Regions from separate parts of the Mus musculus genome. Here regions 2 and 3 are each linked to region 1. A link is a contact called in public Hi-C and HiChIP or PLAC-seq data. All regions are on one chromosome and are shown on one strand. The core of a region is the stretch at or near the end of the contact, and the rest is flanking DNA. Distances in the headings are between cores, read along the strand shown.

Region 1 (3,368 bases), core at 465-2,964:
AGAGAAAGTATCCAAGGAGCTAAAGAGATCTGCAACCCTATCGGTGGAACAACATTATGAACTAACCAGTACCCCAGAACTCTTGACTCTAGCTACATATGTATCAAAAGATGCCCTAGTCAGCCATCACTGGAAAGAGAGGCCCATTGGTCAGGCAAACTTTATATGCCCCAGTACAGGGGAACGTCAGGGCCAAAAAATGGGAATGGGTGGGTAGGGGAGTGTGGGGGGGGAGGGTGTGGGGGACTTTTGGGCTAGCACTGGAAATGTAATTGAGGAAAATACGTAATAAAAAAAATCAAACCAATGTTTCTACTAGTCAGACTCTAGTTAATGACAAATCTGAGGACATATGAAGACAGAAATATTAAATGCTGTATTACTGTTTCTACCACAATTACATTTTACTTTTAGAGATGTTACCTTATTTAAAAAAATGACATTTCATATTAATAACTGCCATAAAAGAGAATAAAATATATAGAGAGATAAAATATAGGCTGCAGTATTTTTACTAGCATGGGTTAGAAAGTATGTAGGCTGAGAACCTATTTTAAAAAAAAGAAATTTAGGGTGGCTATGGAAGAGTAGAAATTAAGGTAGAGATAATAACAGAAAAAAAACATTTGAGAAGAATCTTTTAAGTATGAAATGAAGTAATCAGTTATGTGGTAGGGTTTGTAGGGTAGGGGTTGTTGACCAAAGATAAAAGTCCCATTTATGACCCTACTGAATGATGATATTATAAAGTAAGTAAAAGTTGGGGAAATACAGAAACTGAAATAAGATGTCAGTAATCAGGTCTTAGTCACCAAATGAATTGATGTTAAAATAATCATTAAGGTTACTATTTACTGAGTATTTCCTACTCTTGTTCTAGGTACAGATAGGTTTCCTACTGTCACATTCCCCTACACTGAGATATGGCATCATGGTTTTCTTTAGCCAGTGGTCATGAACACAAGTGCTGTGTGCTTTTTTCACATGTGTGGTGTTTAGAATCGAGCTATGAAGTCATCATGCTGAAATGAAATGCAGAAAACTCATATTGAGCATTTGCCAAGTAAACATGCCCCATGTTAAGCTAGGGTGAGCTGGCAATTCTTAACTTGCATTGACCTAAAACATCCTAAGCTATACATGTTGCCTGATGTTCCTGGTTACACAATGACCACACCGGGCCCATTTAGCTTGGGTGAATTCATTCACTTATTACTGAGACCTTATTTCATGGCTAGATTCAGAATCTTAAGAAGTGCTGCATTTTCAGGCATTGGAGATTGGCTTCATCCAGAAAAACTCTTTGGATACTTATTAGAACATGAAGGCATTCTTTGCAATTACAAAGCAGAATAGAGCAGTAGCTGTCCCTCAGGAGATTTGAAGCCCATGTCAGTAATTAGTATTAGACATATCTTTAAGAGCCACTGCAGTCACTCTTAAATAGCACTTATCTTATTGGAATCTGAAATACTAGGTAGACAGAAGAGCTAACACTTTCTAGGAAAGGGCAGAAAAACACTCCACTGGGACTGGAAAATGAGAGATATGGTGGACTATTCAGCCTGAGAGTGGTGTGTATGGAATTAAACCAATTTGTGGGTGCTGGGTGGGTGACAATGCAAAAACTGCTCCCGAGGTTTGTAGTTAACTGTAACCCATACTGTCCCTCTTGTTTCTTTCTTACTCAGAGCTATGCAGATCTGAAGCTGAATGTGCGACATAGCAGGAAGTATTATTGTCATCAAGGGTTACAGGCTGTGTGTTTCTGCCCTGAACTATAGGAAACCCAGTATCTGGCTGGCAAACGTCTGCATGGGCACTCACTGGTCATTATCACGAGGACCAATTTTCATCTATTATTATTGCTGTTACAATGTTTCTTCCTCAGTTAGCTGCAGTTACGCCTCCAGTGTTTTTGAATGTTATTGCTTAATCTTTACTTTTTTATGAATTTAGAAATTACAAGAGAAATCAATGGAAAAGAAAGCGGTTTAGCCACTAGGTGAGGTTAGTGTCTACTTGGCCTTCTTGAGAACCACTTTTAAAACGTATAAGCTTCCACCACATACACAAATAAATTTGTACTTTGGAGAAAAGGACTTTATTCAGCATTGTTTGTGAATTGTGATACCCTCTCTTTCAACATTGCGTGCACACCATTCTCAAACAAAAACATTCTCAAACAAAAATTTCTGTGCAGTTGGTCACCATGATACTGTGGAGGGAAGAGGGGGGATAGCCTAATACTATGTTCACAAAAAAAATATGAAGCATATTTGTTCTCTAAACATTTTTGTTACTGCTGAAATATTGGAGCCACACGCTAATTTTTCCTTCCATAATAACCTCCTATAAAGTACTAGAAACTTCCAGCACTTGGTTCTTTAGAAAATGGGTACTAACAAGGTAACAAGGTTGTATTTGTTCTGTGTTGTTTTGTTGTATCTTTTAATTGTTGAGGATGCTAATCTGAAGAATGGGAAAGCATCTTCTACCCCTGGGGATGAGGCTGTTCTTAGACTGAATTTAGACTAATCAAACGCTAGAGCCAATAGCTTGTCAGAAATGCCAAGTATGCTTAGGTACTCCGATTGCCTTATATCCCCTAAATCTCTATAGTCTATGTCATACCTTAAGGTCTGCTTTTCAAATCATTAGCCAGAAAAGATTAACGAGACAAAATGTTTTAGATAGGTCCTCACCAAAATTTGTTATGGAAATATAAAAGAATACTACAGAATTCATTGTATATCATAATAATTGGACAACTTTTATTGATTTTCCTCTTGAATGGTTTCATAAATGTGTGCAATACATTCAGTTTTCCCCGTTAACACACGAGATTCAGGGAGATTGACTGATTCGTCTGTCCAGATCTACTGAAGTTGAAGCGGCTTTCCTCTATGGGCTATGCTATGATCGATTCATAATTCTCACAGATGAACTACAGTACCAGCCTAGGAAACAGTGGCCCAAGAAAGAAAAAAACACTCTAAGGAAAATTGTGATGATGAAGAGTGAAACATTTGGGAAAGAATATTCAAGTTTTCTGAAACAGAAACAGCTGGTGACATGGTTATAATATGTTATGTGAAAGTGCATAAAGGGCTCACTTACCAAAGGTAGCTAGAAGTCAAAACATACTAGATACTTCCACTGCCACCTCTAGCTATAAATTGCCTATGAGTATGGTGACCTCTGCTTTTAGGTCACCTGGAGTTGATATTTTCCATTCCTTGGGAAACACTTCCCTAAACACCTCTATTTTAGTTTGGGAGAGAGTTCCAGAAAATCACTCTGTACATCAATTCAGTCTCCCTCTTTGTCACCTGCCCTCTATAAACAACTTCCTGTTTCATATCATA
Region 2 (3,368 bases), core at 616-3,115, 770 kb after region 1:
GACCCTGTCCTAGTGCTGGTTCTTTCTGCATTTTCACTTCAGCAAGTGGCATAGAATGGTGCATGGAGCACTCATGACAACGGGAATGGGAACTATGATCACTGTCTTTATCCTTATGGATTTTGGGTAAATGGATACTCGGAAAATGTGTCTTTCAAATGAAGACCACAACATGAGTACACATGTTGGTTCTTAGAGGAACATGTCATTAATTGCTAAATTTTAGTAATGATGTAAGATTTGGAGGAAGACCATTAAATATTTTAACTTGATCATATTTTGTTAAATCCTTAAGTATACTTTTTTTTTTTAAAAAGAAAGACAAAACAAAACCAACCAAACAAACAAACAAGCAAAAATCCCAACCTTTTACCTGGAAAAGATGTAGTAGCTCTAGCTGGCCTTTTATTTTTATTTATGTGTATGAGAGTGTGTTTGTCTGTGAATGTGTGTGTGTGTGTGTGTGTGTGTGTGTGTGTGTGTGTGTGTGTGTGCAGGAGCCTGTGGAGTCAGAAGAGCGTGCCTGATACCTTGGAGTTGGTATTACAGGGTTGCACGTTACATGTGAGCTACCTGACATGGGTGTTGGTAACCTAACCAAACTGGGTCCTCTATAAGAGCAATATATCCTGTTATCTGCTCAGCCTTGTTGTCCACACCCCATGCTGACCTTGAACTCAAATCATTCCTGCTTCAGTCTCCCACAAGCTGGAGCTGTAGGAAGGTGACTTCACTTCATGTCTGCTGGCAGATTATCTTAATTACACACACACACACACACACACACACACACACACACACACACACACACACACACAGACACCCTTATGTGCAAGATATTTTCCCAATGAATTTTTTAGAAGGTCTTCATGAAGGAGGCTGATAACACTTACGTTTAAAAACCTAATCTCGACCAAATAGCTAGAGGACCAAAAATGGCCTTCAGGGAGATTCTATAAGCAGCTTCCTTCTGGGTGTCATGTGTCCTAAGTATACAGAGAAGGTGTGCACTTGTCGGCCGCACAGTGCTAGTGTAACAGTAAGTACCGACTGAGGTGCGTGGAGATCCTCCTCCCAGGCCTCTTCTCCCTGCTTGTGCCTGTGTGGCAGTGGAGGGACACTTTGCTGAGGTGGTTGCTCTGAGGGCGGTAGCTCATCTCCCCCGAGCTCTCTACCAGGTAGGTGGCCGTGGGTGTTCCAGCCTGCTGCAGAGGATCAGGTTTGTACAAAACCACAACAGAAAGATCCTATTCTTTTAAGATTTAAAAAAAAATCTTTAAATATATGAATAATAACACATTGAAGTGAAAATTAAATACCTCTCCTTTTAGTTTTTAAACACACAGCAAATTGCAATTACTAATGAATAGACCTGTATACTTTTTTTTTTCAAATTCTTCTAGATTACAAAAGTAGGTTTGGCTAAAAGAAAAATGAGAAAATACTGAAAGTAGTGTCATCTGTGATGAAACGTTTCTCTCTTGACCGTATGTGGTTTTGTATACAAAACCTGTAAAGCATTACTGATAGTGCTTGTTCAACACTAACAAGGAATATCTTTTGTAGCTCAGCCTCATTTGGATTGCTTTATACTGGGAAAAGAGAGAGAGAAAAAAATCAATTTTGTTTTCAAAACATTCCAAGATATTGGTCAGCATTTTGCATGAGCTCCAAGTTATCTTACATCCCTTTTCTGCAGTTTTCTCCTATTAATTTTCAGTTCAGAATTAACCAAACTGCTTTAGTGAGGGTTGTGGCAACTCTCATATCTGAGTGGCTTTTCAGCCAGATGTTTGGAACAGCTTAGATAGGGGCCAAGCCCCGGTCTAGCTCTGTGACCTTTAAAAAGAATATCCGCTTCCTGACACTAGATAAGGATCTCCCACTCACCGCCTCTTCCTCTTTAGAGAGCTCTTACAGAATCAGTTCATTAAACTATGTGAAGTGACAAATTATGCTTTTGGTTTAAAGTGGTGGTCAGTGAATATTTGAGAATAGAAGTACCTTTCCGTGGAGAATTTGGTTTCGTTGTGCTCAGGTTCCTCTGCATGCTGACTGTGTCTTTTGTTTGCTTGCTTGTTTGTTTGCTATTAGTAGTGTTTGCTAGTTCACCTTTCTACCACTCAGCCGTAACTCCCTGCCTTAGTTAAGCTCGGTAGGTTCTTTCCTAAGACTCTGTGTTGACCAGTGCAGGCATAGAAGTCCTTTCTTTAGTTCAACGCATGCTACAGTAAACTGAAAAGAAAAAACAAACAAAACAAACAAACAAAAAACCTCCCCAAACTTCTGAGGTTTGAGACCCAGAACAAGTTTTATTTGGTTTGCTCTTAATTTACCAACCATTTAACTCTTTATCTTCTCAAGTGCCTGCTGTGTACAGACAACTCTGGGGATGTTGTAATTCCTGTCACTTGTTGCCTATCTTAAAGAATCCCCTTTTGTTCTCATTTCCCCCTCCCTTTCTTATACCTTTTCCCCTTACGAGCATTCACCAGTGACAATTCTTTGAATATAACGTAAGGAACTGGAATGGTAGAATTCTGGACAAAACTGTGGGATCTCCCAGGCCCAGAAGGATTAGTTCCAACATCTGAGACTGGGACTTTGCTGGGAGATGAGTGGTCTCTCAACAGTACCATGAATTTGGCATTGTGAAGCTATAATGCTGTAAACACAGGGCTTCTAATATGTCTTAGATGGGGGGAATACCTTAGCAGTGGGTTGGGTCAGATGTCTTCAAGTGAGATGTCAGGGAAAGTATGGTTATAGCTTTCAGTTTGTGAGAATGAATGTTCAGAAACACAGACTTTTAAAAATTAGGCCATCGCTTGCCTCAGGTGATGAATGAAGTTCTCTGACCTGTGCTTTAGAAAGATAGTCCTGAAAGAATTTTGAAAACTGTATTATAGTTAATAGAATGTAGCCAGAGGGATGACTATAGATGGCTATATGACTGCGGTTTACATAAATGACCATGGACTCTGAATCACCAGTTATGTAACAGTACAGAGGCAAAAGACAGCAAGTGAAGAGGAGGAACAGCAAGGACGAGGAGCAGGTACAGTGAGAATGAGGTGCAGGTGCACTGAAGAAGAGGGACAGGTGCAGTGAGGATGGGGAGCAGGTGCAGTGAGGATGAGGGGCAGGTGCAGTGAGGATGGGGGGCAGGTGCAGTGAGGATGGGGGGCAGGTGCAGTGAGGATGAGGGGCAGGTGCAGTGAGGATGGGGGGCAGGTGCAGTGAGGATGGGGGGCAGGTGCAGTGAGGATGAAGAACAGATGCAGTGAAGATGAAGAACAGGTGCAGTGAGGATGAGGAACAGGTGCTGTGAAGATGAGGAACAGGTGCAGTAAGGATAGCATGTTCAG
Region 3 (3,368 bases), core at 219-2,718, 750 kb after region 1:
AAGGAATAGCCTTCAATTAATTTAAAGGCAAAAGTCACTTCTGTGTATTTCCACATAGTATTCAAAACAGTGTTCAGACTTGGCAGATACATATAATAGTTGCTATTTCTCCCAATTTCCATATTATTATTTGAAAATCTTGATTTAATCTAGATAAAGAGCTTCTATTGCTTGGAAAGAGGTAAAAGGTAAAATTTCACATTGGAAACTAGCAAAAAGTCTAAAGTCGGTCATTTAGAACTTGTGGATAAACAATGCCACCTTCCTGAGATTTGGCAGCCGGGGCCAGTTCCGGGGCCAGTTATTTTAAAAGAAAGGCACGTGGGTAAATAGATTAATATCACTGCTGTTTATTGCAGAGTAGTCACAATTCAGGGCGCTGTCTTAACTGTGTGTCTATCTTTAGTGAAGTAACGTTTGTGGAAAAGTTAGAGGTGGTTACACACAGCGCCTCTGCCTGCTCCTGCATGCCCCGTGCGCATGCGCAGTGAGCATTCACAGCTCTCCCACTCAGTGGCTGGCTCTCTGAACCCCTGCGAGCTGTTTTCACTTCCTTTAAATTCTTATATTAACATTTCCTTAAAGACTTTTTGTTTCTGTTCTGTGCTGCGCTCATGACCCTAAATATACCAGCTTACAACAACTGGGGAATCCTCCAAATGTGCGCTTTCGACATGAATAACGTGGTTTTGTTTGGTCTGCATTATTGACAAAGGTCCTTGATCATAACTCGTGGTTCGCCTTGACAGAACATGGTTGGTCTTCCCTGCTCCAGATCCCCCTTAGAGTAGCAGGCATCGTGTTCTGGAAACTATCCTGCATTGCTGTTGATAGAATTTCTTGATGTGTAGGATATGATGTGAGAATTCCGTTAGATGTTCGGGAAAGTTCTCTTGTACCTTCTTAGTGTCTCTTTCCCCTTTATTCCTTTTAAAAGGCATTCTTGGAGGCTTGGCTCTGGCATTCTTGCTAACTATGCCTACCCCCTCCTTTTCTTCTGTATAAGCAAAGTGGCTTTGAGGAACATCTGAGACGTTTTCAATGTGTAAACAGCCTTTTAAAGAAATAGCTGCTGTGTTCTCCCATCACAAGCTGACTTGTAACACTTGAAAGACAAACAGAGGCCTGTGTGTTCTCTGTTATTGTTGCACCCCCTCACATAGCTGTCTGCGTTTGTCAGCAGTTTGTTTTGACTCATAATGCCAGGGAGGGGGTGGCTTGGTGTGTTTTTGTCAGTTATGCAGTGTAGGATGTCAGTTATCTCAAAGTTACCATTATGTTTGGCTGCTGTCCCTCTATGTAAAGAAAGCCTCAGCATTGGTTCCTGTTTCTCAGGCCAGTGTTGGGTTTTGAAACTTGCCCTTAAAATAAATGCCAAACTGTTTTTCTCATCTTGTAACCCTGGAGGTCAGAGGCTGGCTCTCTTGTTTCATTATTGTCTCGGTGACGTGTTTGTGGTATTTCCCCAGACTGGTTTGAGAACCTACCTGAACTGCCCTTTTCAAGTTCCCGTTGCTCTTCTAGAGTTGGGGATCTTGTGTATTCCAACAAGGTTGGAAACACTCCCAAATCAACATTTCATTTTGAAAGCGGTACTTTCAGACCCAGATGACTCTCCTACATTAATTCGTATGGGGACATCAACGGTTGTTGTACTTGACAGAGGCAGGGACCCTGGGCTTGACAGGGACGCCATTCTTCAAGAGAAAGTGTCCCAGGTAGCCTCTCCTAACATTCTTCCCATTTCCTTAGAACACTGACGCTCCCCCAGTTTTAGGCAAACTGTCATCTTTCCCAGCCAAGACCACCAACCTTAGGAAGTAGCAGGAGCTTTGGAGGTGAAACACAAAGGCAAATGCTATTGATCTTAGGCCACCAAGATTCTCATTGGATTTGAGTCAGTACAGATGTCTGCTGGCTCCGATGACTGCCCGCCATGTAAAGTGTCTGGCTGCCACCTCTGCTGTGTGTATGGCTTCATCCTAACAGCAAGTGCATACGCGTTTACTGCAGCCTGTCTCTTATGGGGGATTAAAATAGCCAGAAGGCCTGAATACCTAGCATTTTTATCTAGTATTTCAGCGATGGCGAGTTCATGGGGTGAGGGGTGAGACTGTGTTTGCTGTCCCGCCTCTCAAGCCATGACCTTTAACGAGGGGTTATTTTAGAAAGTTCCCAATTCACTGCGGGTCACTGGAGCTTGGGCAGAAGTGGGGATGCACGGCATTTTCATAGATCACCCAGCGGCTTCTCTACCTGAGCTGGAACTCATGGATTGTAAAGATTTCAAGCATTTGCCCTGAGTCTCTGTGTGCCTCCGAGTATTATCCATTTGCCAAAGGCTAAGCTGTGTTCACCACACCCCTCTCTTGTCATTCCTTAGTGTGGTGTGGATCCAGTTCACGCTCGCTGCTCCAGTCCTGACAGCTAACTGTGAGGCCTCTTCTGAATAGTCAGTGCCTAGGATTTAAGCTTTATTTTGTGTTTGTGGGAGCATCCTAGCTGATAGTTTAGACGTTGAACTCCGTCTTACACCTTTGATGTCCTACTTTGTTGAGGGGTGTTCAAGTCAGAAGGTTTCACAGATAAGATCTTGGAACCCAGCTGGGGGTCAGGAAAGACTGCTTGTGAGGAAATACTTTGGATCTAATGTTAACACTCCTGTCGGGGCATGGATTGGACTCAGGTAGAGAAGTGTACCACAGGAGACATTTAAGGACGTAGAGAAGCACTCCTAAGTTGGAGTCACGTGAGAACATGTTTTGTTGGGTTCTGAGTGTTCGATGGCTAAGCACTGTAGGGAATGGGAGACTGGGTGTACTGTAGGGAATGGGAGACTGGGTGCACTGTAGGGAATGGGAGACTGGGTGCACTGTAGGGAATGGGAGACTGGGTGCACTGTAGGGAATGGGAGACTGGGTGCACTGTAGGGAATGGGAGACCGGGTGCACTGTAGGGAATGGGAGACCGGGTGCACTGTAGGGAATGGGAGACCGGGTGCACTGTAGGGAATGGGAGACCAGGTGCACTGTAGGGAATGGTAGACTGGGTGCACTGTAGGGAATGGGAGACTGGGTGCACTGTAGGGAATGGGAGACTGGGTGCACTGTAGGGAATGGGAGACTGGGTGCACTGTAGGGAATGGTAGACTGGGTGCACTGTAGGGAATGGGAGACTGGGTGCACTGTAGGGAATGGTAGACTGGGTGCACTGTAGGGAATGGGAGACTGGGTGCACTGTAGGGAATGGTAGACTGGGTGCACTGTAGGGAATGGGAGACTGGGTGCACTGTAGGGAATGGGAGACTGGGTGCACTGTAGGGAATGGGAGACCGGGGCTTTGGATCAGGCTTTCCTTGTCCCTTCCTC

What was found. Hi-C and Micro-C count contacts between places; a contact is called where the count stands out from the background. HiChIP or PLAC-seq counts read pairs in DNA pulled down with a chosen protein or histone mark.
Region 2: a Hi-C map of regulatory T cells shows a contact between it and region 1, with 4 times the contacts expected there. The contact joins two enhancer-like sites. A contact is called at or near these places in 2 of 484 Hi-C or Micro-C datasets (Th1 cells and regulatory T cells) and 1 of 115 datasets of contacts at active chromatin or transcription factors (memory CD8 T cells).
Region 3: an H3K27ac HiChIP or PLAC-seq map of regulatory T cells shows a contact between it and region 1, with 9 times the contacts expected there. The contact joins two enhancer-like sites. A contact is called at or near these places in 1 of 15 datasets of contacts at CTCF or cohesin (pro-B cells), 2 of 484 Hi-C or Micro-C datasets (B cells and Th1 cells), 3 of 115 datasets of contacts at active chromatin or transcription factors (cardiomyocytes and regulatory T cells) and 1 of 9 other capture datasets (embryonic stem cells).

What each region holds. Positions count from the first base shown.
Region 1 is chr16:51,311,482-51,314,849 of GRCm38.p6, forward strand. No RefSeq gene overlaps it. Among named protein-coding and RNA genes, the nearest start is that of Gm32431, 260 kb to the left of the region's middle. Within about 2 kb of position 1,715, at least 6 of the 459 cell types and tissues checked have an H3K27ac peak or open chromatin away from gene starts, as enhancers often do. A contact at or near this core is called in regulatory T cells, where this site is marked.
Region 2 is chr16:52,080,151-52,083,518 of GRCm38.p6, forward strand. The region is part of intron 3 of Cblb (Casitas B-lineage lymphoma b); the gene reads left to right. Among named protein-coding and RNA genes, the nearest start is that of Gm23513, 23 kb to the right of the region's middle. Within about 2 kb of position 1,866, at least 84 of the 459 cell types and tissues checked have an H3K27ac peak or open chromatin away from gene starts, as enhancers often do. A contact at or near this core is called in regulatory T cells, where this site is marked.
Region 3 is chr16:52,059,948-52,063,315 of GRCm38.p6, forward strand. All of the region lies in intron 3 of Cblb (Casitas B-lineage lymphoma b), which reads left to right. Among named protein-coding and RNA genes, the nearest start is that of Cblb, 30 kb to the left of the region's middle. Within about 2 kb of position 1,469, at least 228 of the 459 cell types and tissues checked have an H3K27ac peak or open chromatin away from gene starts, as enhancers often do. A contact at or near this core is called in regulatory T cells, where this site is marked.